2 separate regions of the Triticum aestivum genome follow, and region 2 is linked to region 1. The links are chromatin contacts, called in public Hi-C maps. All regions are on one chromosome and are shown on one strand. The core of a region is the stretch at or near the end of the contact, and the rest is flanking DNA. Distances in the headings are between cores, read along the strand shown. Region 1 holds the start of LOC123085628 (probable xyloglucan 6-xylosyltransferase 1). Region 2 holds the start of LOC123085630 (programmed cell death protein 2).

Region 1 (5,334 bases), core at 1,336-3,835:
TCATGCACGTCCAACTGCTCGCACCTTATGGGGAGGACGACACTTTTCTCGAAGTTTACCTTAAGCCCGGAAGCCAGGCCAAAAGCAGTAAGAATGGAGCGGAGAGCTGCCAGCTCGGTCTTCACGGGGTTGAGGAAGAGAGCAACATCGTCGGCGTAGAGGGAAGCCGGCCCTGGAGCTTGGAGATGACCCCTGTGTCCACTGCAACATCGAGAAGCCGTTGGAGGGGCTCCATGGCGAGGATGAATAAGAACGGCAACTGAGGGTCACCCTGACGCAAGCCGCAACAGTGGATTATGGGCCGGCCAGGCACCCCATTGATCAGAACACGCGACGAGGAGGTGGCAAGGAGCATGGAGATCCAATCGCACCATCTCGGACCAAAACCTCGAGCACGGAGCATGTCAAGCAGATATGGCCAGGAGACGCTATCGAAAGCTTTGGCGATGTCGAGCTTGACGAAAAGCATGGCACGCTTGACACGGTGGAAGTGGTGTGCCATCCCTCGGGCGAACATGAAGTTGTCCTGGATGCAGCGGCCTTTGATGAACGCAGACTGGGCCGGGCCAACAAGTTCGTCAATCCACCGTGCGAGACGCATCGCAAGCACCTTCATGAACATCTGTCTAGCTTGACTAAAGGTGCGTTGGTTCACTCGCGATACGGTCATATCGTTCTGGAAATCAAAGATCTGCTCGGTAGTAGGGAGTCTTTTCCACAAAAGATTAGTAGACTTCAAAATAGAGTTGCCGATCATCTGGCGAAATATAGCCGGTCCGAACGAGCTACGGTTGTGTGGCTTGGTTTGGCTCCACCATGTATCGAGGACATTTGGCCCCTCGACTGTAACTCTATTCATACGTAATGAAACTCCCTTTACCCCCGCAAAAAAAAATCAAATAATTTTTGTTTGATTTCAAATAATTAAATATTTAAAATCTAGATAAAAGGAAATATAGTGTAAAATGAATGTACGTAAATTTTTGGGACAAATCAACTATTTTTTTCAATTAGAATATTTCTAATTTTAAAATCTAGATAAAAGAAAATATAGTGCAGCATTAATGTACATAAATTTCTTTGGACAAATCAACATCATTTTTTTGAGTTTGAATAATTTAAAATTTGAAAATCTAGATATGCGAAAATATAGGTCAAAATGAATGTACATAGTTTTTTAGGACAAATGAACGAAATTTTTGTTTGAATGTGAATTATGTACATAAAAGAAAATATACTTCAAAATGAATGCATAAAGGTTTCTTTTGGACTGCGCCCTCAAGCTCGAAGCGGGGATTACCTTGTCTCCGTTTTGATTTTACTTTAATTCGCGTGGTCTAGTTATATAAAGATAATTTTTTCCGTTCAACGCAAAGTTGCAGTTGGTCTGGTGGCTTCTATGCGGGGCGAATCATGGTCTGGTGGCTTCTATGCGGGGCGAACCACTGTGTGCAACAATTTTTTTACTTTTATTTGAGAATTTTCTGCATATAAATAAATAAAATGCAAGGGTGCTATCTGAGAAAAAAACAGTGCATGCGGATTACCGCCACCTCAGCCACTGACTGTACGCCCCATCACGTTGGCACCCGTAATGATACAGCTGGATACGATAGAAAGCACCGTATATAAACAAGAGGACAAGTTAGATGACTAGAAACACGTATTTTACAAGTTTATACACTAAACTGACCGTCGTGTGCAAGTTCTGTGACTTGTGGTGTATTTACCTCTATTTATAATATCATATCTTTATAAATAAGGTGCTATTATGGATCATATAAATAATAAATAAGCTTATCTAAAGTATAAACTTTGGTATCTGTATCATTCACTCGTATTATACCTCCGTTTTGATTTATTAGTCCCCTTGTATTTTAGGTCAAAAAATTTTCCTTTAGTTTAAATACCAAAAATTAACTTTTAAACCATAAAAAATAGTGTCATTGAAAATTTCTTTCAAATACGAATTCAACAATATAAGTTTTGTGACATACAACTTATATTTTGTTAAGGAAATATATGGTTGAAATTGGGCATAAAATACGAAGGGGACTAATAAATCAGGACAGTGGTAGCATGTTACCCATGTTTCGGTTACTCTTTTTAAAATCTCCAACGGACTTATCATTTTTCACCGTATGAAAAGGATTGTAAATTTAGGAGGGTGACATGTGAGTATCATCGTTAGACCTGTAACATCAAGTGTAAAGTTGCAATCGGTATGGAATTTTTAGCTACAAAAGCAACATTTCCATCGCTTTTATCCGTAACGAGCAGGTACTTATCGAAGTAGAAATGCATTAGCAGCAACGGGCAAACCCGGTTACCCGCGGAGCCAGCCAGCCAGAGCAACCCAGACCCGGTCGCACCCACACCGCCAGGCGCCAGGACAGAAATTTGTACTGCTAGCATACGAACAACGGCCACCCTTCCTTCCCCCACGTCCCGCCAGGACCCACGCGTCATTGACCTATCACCTCGCGACGCCCGCATCAAATCAAACCAACCAACGAGGATTTATTATACCAAAGGGATAATAAATTACTCGTATTACTTACCGGGCGAGGCGACACGGGGGAAGGGGAAAGGAGGAGTAGAAGCATCGGGTGCATCTCGTCTCCGCGTCCCGCTGCCATTCCTTCCTTCCTTCCTTCCTTCCTCTGCTCTGGCCTTCTTCCTCCTTCCCCAAGGCGAGAATCCGCGGCGGATTGACCCGATTTCGATCCCGTCTCCAGATTTCCCCTCCACCTCCACCTCCAGACACCCACCGCAATCCGCTCCCCCTCAACGTGCGCGCTCGCGCGCTCCCACTCGCCCCCATCCTTATTAATTCCCCTTCCCTTCCCCACCTCTAAACCTCCTCCTCCCCTCTTCCTCCCCGGCCTCGGCCTCGTCCCCGTCCCCGTCCCGCAACGCCGCCGCATTGCTCGGCCGCGGCGTCGATCTAGACTCTCTAGAGGCGTCTGCATTTCTGTGTCTTCTTGTTCGGTTCGATTTGGCTTGGTGCTCGATCCGAGGGGCGGGGGAGAAATGTGGGTGGCGGAGCGGGTGCTGGGGGAGCGCCGGATGCGGGAGATCCAGCGCTTCACCCGGAACGCCAAGCTCACCGTCGTCTGCCTCATGCTCACCATCCTCGTGCTCCGCGGCACCGTCGGGGCGGGCAAGTTCGGCACGCCGCAGCAGGACCTCACCGAGCTGCGCCACCGCTTCATCTCCCACCCGCAGCGCGCGCTCTCCGAGCACCACGACGCCCGCTCCAAGGCCTCCGACGCCCAGGCCCAGGCCGCCCAGGCCTCCGCGGGGAAGGCCGCCGCCCGGGACGACGAGCCGGAGCCGCAGCCCAGGTCGCTCCGGGACCCGCCCTACACGCTCGGCCCCAAGATCTCCGACTGGGACGAGCAGCGGGCCGCATGGAACCGCCGCCACCCGGAGACCCCGCCCTTCCTCAACGACGTCAAGCCGCGGGTCATGCTCGTCACGGGGTCCTCGCCCAAGCCCTGCGAGAACCCCGTCGGCGACCACTACCTCCTCAAGTCCATCAAGAACAAGATCGACTACTGCCGCATCCACGGCCTCGAGATCTTCTACAACATGGCGCTGCTCGACGCCGAGCTCGCCGGCTTCTGGGCCAAGCTCCCGCTCCTCCGCGCGCTCCTCCTCGCTCACCCGGAGGTCGAGTTCTTCTGGTGGATGGACTCCGACGCCATGTTCACCGACATGGCCTTCGAGCTGCCGTGGGAGCGCTACGGCCCCTACAACTTCATCCTGCACGGCTGGGACGAGATGGTCTACGACGACAAGAACTGGATTGGTCTCAACACCGGCAGCTTCTTGCTGCGCAACTGCCAATGGTCGCTCGATTACCTCGACACCTGGGCGCCCATGGGGCCGAAGGGCCCTGTTCGTATTGAGGCTGGGAAGGTGCTCACCAAGTACCTCAAGGACCGACCGGTCTTTGAAGCCGACGATCAGTCCGCCATGGTGTATATCCTCGCTACCCAGCGTGAGAAATGGGGTAACAAGGTGTATCTCGAGAATGGCTACTACCTCCATGGCTATTGGGGCATCTTGGTGGACAGGTACGAGGAGATGCTTGAGAATTACCAGCCGGGGCTCGGCGATCATCGGTGGCCACTGGTCACTCACTTTGTCGGGTGCAAGCCATGCTCCAAGTTTGGGGATTACCCTGTTGAGCGGTGCCTCAAGCAGATGGACCGGGCCTTCAATTTCGGGGATAACCAGGTGTTGCACATGTATGGGTTTGAGCACAAGTCTCTTGCGAGCAGGAGGATCAAGAGGATCAGGAATGAGACCAGTGACCCTCTTGATATGAAGGATGATTACGGGTTGCTCCACCCAGCGTTCAAGGCCCTCAAGACTTCTACATGATAACTATAGTACACTACTTCCACGTTTATTTTGTTCGTTCGTTCTAGATTCTCTTGGATCAAAATCCTATAATTCTTCTTTTTGTAGACTCAGGGTAACAAGGAAATCTGGTTTTGGTATCAGGGGACGGATATCTATGTTGTACTGTGAAATGTTAGAGAATGAAGTTATGTTGTTGATGGCACAATCTATGTTTTCCGCTTCTATAAATCGCTAACTGGTCACTTCTAAATAGCTCTATGGATTTCCTATTTATTTGTTGTTACCATTTTCATTTGTCGCAAGTGTACATTTCACTTACCTAAATGTTATTGTTCGTGTGCTTATTGGTTCTTCTTCAGTAGGATATGGTCGTCCCTGTGAGCCAATTATTTTGCTTCCCTATTTGCATTGCTATTGGTGGTAGTTGGGTAGGAGGATATCTTGTTTTTTGTCATATATGAGCTGCTGGAAATCCTCGAAACTGTACCTGCCTGATGTGTCCTAGCTTCAGCTTCATCAGTTTAGTTTTGAAGCACTTAATATGGCTGGTATGCAATACATCAGTTTTCGTGTAGTTTGCAGTTCTGACCAAATTGAGAGTTGATATGAACTTGTTAGTGCTGGGTGGTCTATATATCAGTGATGATTTCCTCGTCATGAGATTATGGTTTGTTTAGCTATTGCCAATGCAGATGCCCTGTTATGTATCTTCTGGATGAACTGCTACCTTTTTTCAGTTTCTAGTCTACCTGTGAATTCGCCTGAGCGGATTTTCAGTTTTGAACGTAGCGTAGCAGGTTTGTCCTTGAGTGAAGCAAATCACTTTGAGACTTGTCTGGTTCATTTTCATAGGGTAATTCGGTTATCTTCTCCTAGTAGTTGTAGAGTTCTGCATCTCCTAGTAGTTGTAGAGTTCTGCATACTTAAGAGGACCCCATAACTTTTGGCTCCATGTGTTGT
Region 2 (5,334 bases), core at 920-3,419, 130 kb before region 1:
CTCTGACTTTTACCACTGCCCAACTTCCAAATGGCAACATAGCGTTCCCCAACTCCAGATGACAGAACATATTCGCCATTGTTACTAAAAATCATGTTTCTCACAGACACCTAAATATTCATGTAGTCAATAGCAACAGGTGTGCACTTAGAAAAAGCAATACAATTGAAAAGATAACAAATTCAGAAGAGGATCAAAGTTCAGGAGGGCATACAAGACACTCACCGGATGCCCAGAGAATTTTTGAATTTTTTTGTTGTCAGAAGCGTCAAAGGTCCTCAACTGACCAGCTGCTGTTGCCAAAACTGTTCCATCTGATAAGATCAAATACAAAGTGCATTTCATTTCTTTGAACTGGGGTGGAAATGATTGGTATGGAGAGCAGATACAAGCAAAACAAAATGGGCATGCATGCCTCATTGCAGCATAAGATTAATACACATACAGACATATATTATATACTAAAAGACCCTTAGCTCGAAGGATACATATAATGTTAACAATATCATACATTTGCGCATATATCATATAAACAGATAGATAAAGTTCGGATTTCACAAAAAAAGGATTATAAACAAGTAAAAGCGGCATTTTTCAGGACAGTGGGATTTTCTTTAAATGGATCCATGTGTCTGGTAGATAATAGGTGTGTAGCATTTCCATCTCTACTTCGAATAGATCATTACCATTATAGTTTGAAAAGCAAACTGTGGAGATCATTTAGAGATTCTAGGCCATGACATGGCCAACACCATGAGGGCGCCAACATGATATAACATGGATAAAAGATGGTTAATATCTATTTGTTGAATATAAAGGTAATTACGATCATCAACTATTTACTGTTGTAAGGGTAACTCAGAGCAGTTAAACTATGTCTGAAAGAGAAATCATAACACAGATGCAAAAACATCCATAGTGCAGATGAAAAAGCAAGACATGGATGATTTAGCAACATAGAGAATAGTGAAACACTGAAAATAGATATATAAATCAAGAAGAGACACCTGATGAAACTGCCAATGCAGATATTGCCTTTGAGGAAGATTTAAATTTCCCTGCAACAGATCCATCTGAGGCATCAATCTTACAGACCATGCCATCAGCGCCTGCTGTGTACACACTACGCCCATGCCTCGAGTATGCCACTGCTGTCACACCCCTGAATAAATACAAAACACACACCGACATAAGTGAACACATCTGAGCCTAAGCTCAACAGGAAATAGCAAACAAAGCCAAGATTACAGCTGCGGGTATGTGCTTAAACAATGCGTCAAAAGGAATTTCGTAATTGGCATGGTATTATGTACATTTCGTACTAAGAAAATGTGGTTTCCACAAATGAACAACGAGGTTCCCCTCCCAGCATGACACAAATGCACTGAACCACCAGCCATACCCAGGATGACAATCGCTGATCCTCCACTTCCACTGGCCCGCAGCAACATCGAGCGCAAGGACATCGCCACTGCCCGTCCCAAGCACGAGCAGCGAACTCCCAGCCTTCCGCTTCTTCTGCTAGGCAAAAAACACGAGCAATGACGCACAGCACACGAACACACGGGCACAGCGCCAGACAGCAACAGCTGGAGAAATGGGAGTGATTCCTCACCTTGGTGGAGAGTTGTACCCACTTCATGCAGGTGTAGTCGAGGGCGAGGTGGCCGCGCTTCGTCTCGGGGAGCGCCCCGACCTCCACCGCGGGGATGTCGGCGAACTCCGTCTGCAAGTGGCCGCGCACGGCGTCCCATACCTGCGACAGAGGCAAACCGTCGGGTTAACAAAGGAAGCGGCAACCCGAGCCGCTCCGGCGTGGATAGGCAGCGTTTGATTCCGCACCTTGATGCGGCCGTCGCCGGACGAGAGGGCGAGGAAGTCCGAGGAGGGGCTGAAGGAGGTGAGGAGGTCGCGAATCGGCGCGGGGGCCGGCGCCATGGCCGCGCTGGGCGGTTGGTCGTCGCGGCGGCGGCGGCGGGTGGGGAGGGAGAAAAGGGTTTATGCGGCGGCGCGGCAGGGGGAGGGTTTTGAGGGAGCTCCCGTCGAGAGAGTGGTCTGGGCCTATCTATCTCGGCGCGACCCCGGTCGGTTTCGCCTCGTGGCGCTTGGGACGCGGCTGAGCCGGACCAGGAGGACGGGCTAGGGTTTTCCTTCCATCCACCCAAACAGAAACAGCAAACCGTTTCGCCTATTTCTTTGCCCCCGCCGCCATCCCCCCCGCGACCTCGACGGCTGCTGCTCCTCGGTGCCAGAAGCAGCTCGGCACCCTCGACCGTGAATTCAACCACGCTGACACCCCTGCCCGTGGGTACTGCTGGACTTCAACCGCGTCGCCACGCCTGCCCCGGCTCGCCGCCGCGACCTTCAGCGGCCAAGTATGATTTTTTTTCCTGGTTTTTTTTCGTTCCGCGTAGTATTTTTCACGGCGACGTGCAGCAAATTTAGAAACGATTCTCATTTGCTGCTGAATTGGAAGTAGAGTATGGCGTGTGAAGAGGCAAGTGCATATGCCTGTCTCAATTTTGAATATGTTAGACATAGGGAGTGTATATTTGACGTTTGACTGAAAATCAATTGGACGTCAGTCAAGTTTTCCAACCAATAAAGAACGACACTTGTATGTATTTGTGTGTCCCTTTTTTGTGCATCTCCGCTGTGTGTATGTCATCAGGAGAAAGGCCAATCCTAATCGGGTTGGAACTAGACCCGGTTTCAAACATATGTGAGCTACAACTATCGCAATACCACATCCAAGAAAAAGCCTACTGATCCATCAACGTACCCTCTGTAGGTCTTGCATCAACGTACAGCCTACTTACAGTCTTTTGGGAGAAAAACACAGTGATAAGTAGACTGCCATTAGAGTCTGCTGGTAACTTGCAGTCTACTCACAGTGATATCTTAAAAGTTAAAGACTAGATACACAAAACTTACAGTCAAATTAGAACTGGAACTTCTACAATTATAGTGTATTTACGCATAATTTACACTCATATTGTGTGATTATTACAGTGACATTATGACCGGAACTTGTCGAGTCTCAAAGACACCCATTTGCAGCGCCGAGTCATGAGTTGGTATGTATGTACGCGGGTTGGACTGGACCCATTTGCATTCTATGACAAGCAGGTGTAAAACTTTGAAATTATAGTAAGAAAACCTTGCAAGTATAGTACCTCGTGCCATCTACGGATTATAGACACAATTGAACCAACATACACACTGCCTATCATACAGATGACCACACATTGAACCAACATACGCACTGCGCTATCCATAGTGTGAGCAGTTTAACATCTCTCTAATGCAAAAAAGCCTTCTTCTTCATCATTGTTAATTCACAGTCTGAAAGAAAGGATCAAACAAGAATTAGACCAATCATTAAGATATACATCACAAAGGGAAGCAATTAACACTGAGCCAAAAAGCTGAAAATACATAGTACAAGAGACAGTGAATGATCTAGACGAGCACAGTAAATTAGGCAACCTGGAGCCAAAAGTACAACTAAAAAAAGACTGGAAATCATGAACCTCTTTACTGTAAATTTGAAGTATAAAAAATAGAATTGCTTACATCATCAAAGAAATTAGTAACAAGAAGTCTAGAACTTATCCACCCTGTTGAACTCACAGAAAAACTATCATTAGCATACTTCTGTCCTTAAGTTCGGAATGTCAGCGCTTGAAAATTGGTTAACAACTTGAGTCCTTGCAGTCCATACTTCCATAATCTTGAATATAAAGACACCGCAATTGTGTGCCTGGTTTCACATGAATAAAGGAAGAAAAAAAAAAGATACCAACATGGGAGTAATAAAAGCATCCCAGAATCCTATAAAGTGTGTAATCCGTTCGAATAAAAGAAAATACCAGAGATAAATCTTAAAAGATAACAACACAGTGCCTTCAAAAGGGAAACAAATTTAGAAGCAAATTGATTAAAAATGTACTAGCAAATCACTAAACTGCAAGTGAAATTCAGAATGCTCATTAAAAGATGGATCAAGGAAAGCAAAGGCTCTTCCCTTCAAACAAACAAAGAAACAAAACCAATGTTTTCGAACGGTTATGGGGAAGTACAGCTGCAACTAGGAAGAGTAATATGAAGAAAAATGTATATATTGTAAATGAGAAATAAAAAAAGAAATGGCAAAGACAAACACCAAAAAAGAAGGCAGAAATTAAATTACTTACATGGAGGAAATGAGAAATAAAAAGAAAGGGCAAAGACAAACACCAACAAGGAACCATGAAGTCAGAAATCCTTCAATTCCAATTGGGGAAAAGACGGACACCAAAGCCGCAACAACTAATCGGGGGAGAACCATGGAAGATCATACAAGAGACGATCCACAGGCTGAAAGTCCTTCAATTCCAATGTCTTTGCTCATGCCTAGTGCATTTCTTTGAGATCTAGAACCTGTAAAATCACAAGAATGAAAAGCAGAGATCGCAAATTCTTTCCATTTGACAGAGTGTATTGCACAGATCACTCTAGTTAAAAATCAAAGAAACTGGTCAGTTTTGTTTCAAAAGCACCAGGGCAAAAGAAGCTAAAATTTACAATAGCAAAACAATACTGAAATTACTATTATCAAGTTGCTGAAATTACTAGACAAGCAGAAATTCCTGTTCCTGTGCACACCAAAGTTTCTGACCTAAAAAGCACGGACACGGCAGGAATTGCCGATTGGCCGTGTCGACACGGCGGGATACGGCTGGATACGCGTATCCCCCAGTATCCCCTGATTTTCGATTAAAAAGAAAGAAAAAAGCCCAGGGACACGGCGGGACACGTACGTGACACGGATGGGATACGGCCCAGCCCAAAAACAGCCATGGCCCAAAACGAAACCCTATTTTTGCAGGAATCGCACGCAGCTCTCCAAACAACAACGAGGGACTCCCAGGTCCCAGTCTCTTCTGGATCGAAGCCGCCACCTCCTGGAACGAAGCCGCCGCCGCCGCCGCCGGCGACGCTTGGATCCGACCGGCCACCACACCCCCACACCAGGAGGCAGCAGCCTCTTCTCCTGACGGCAGGTAACCCTCCCCAATCCCTGAACTCGCATCCTCTCCTCCACTTCTTGACCTGTTTTATTCAGATTTGATCTTCCATTAAGCTGCTGGATGTTGTGCTTGCTGCTGCTCTTTGAATGCCTGTAGATTGTAGTAGTAGTGTACTAGACTACTAGTGTAGTACTGCTTGTCTGCTTCAGTGCTTCTTTTTCCTAGCTTAATATCATCCTGCTCATGAATGCTTGTAGAGCATGGCATCTGGGAGTGGCACAGCTGGGTTATGTCTTCAACTCTTCTAATCTTCTTTACTGTT

What was found. A called contact is a pair of places that touch in the nucleus more often than the background predicts.
Region 2: a Hi-C map of leaf shows a contact between it and region 1, with 2.9 times the contacts expected there. The contact joins the promoter of LOC123085630 here to the promoter of LOC123085628 in region 1. A contact is called at or near these places in 3 of 5 Hi-C or Micro-C datasets (all in leaf) and 1 of 1 datasets of contacts at active chromatin or transcription factors (leaf).

What each region holds. Positions count from the first base shown.
Region 1 is chr4A:140,751,087-140,756,420 of IWGSC CS RefSeq v2.1, reverse strand. LOC123085628 (probable xyloglucan 6-xylosyltransferase 1) reads left to right here and starts at 2,585. Exons shown (of 1, transcript XM_044507291.1): 1 at 2,585-4,579. The coding sequence starts at 3,034. The coding sequence ends at 4,392.
Region 2 is chr4A:140,884,938-140,890,271 of IWGSC CS RefSeq v2.1, reverse strand. It overlaps LOC123085630 (programmed cell death protein 2), which reads left to right and starts at 2,169. Exons shown (of 12, transcript XM_044507298.1): 1 at 2,169-2,375. It overlaps LOC123085629, which reads right to left and starts at 2,082. Exons shown (of 12, transcript XM_044507292.1): 1 at 1,843-2,082; 2 at 1,616-1,756; 3 at 1,403-1,518; 4 at 1,008-1,162; 5 at 226-314; 6 at 1-110. The coding sequence starts at 1,938.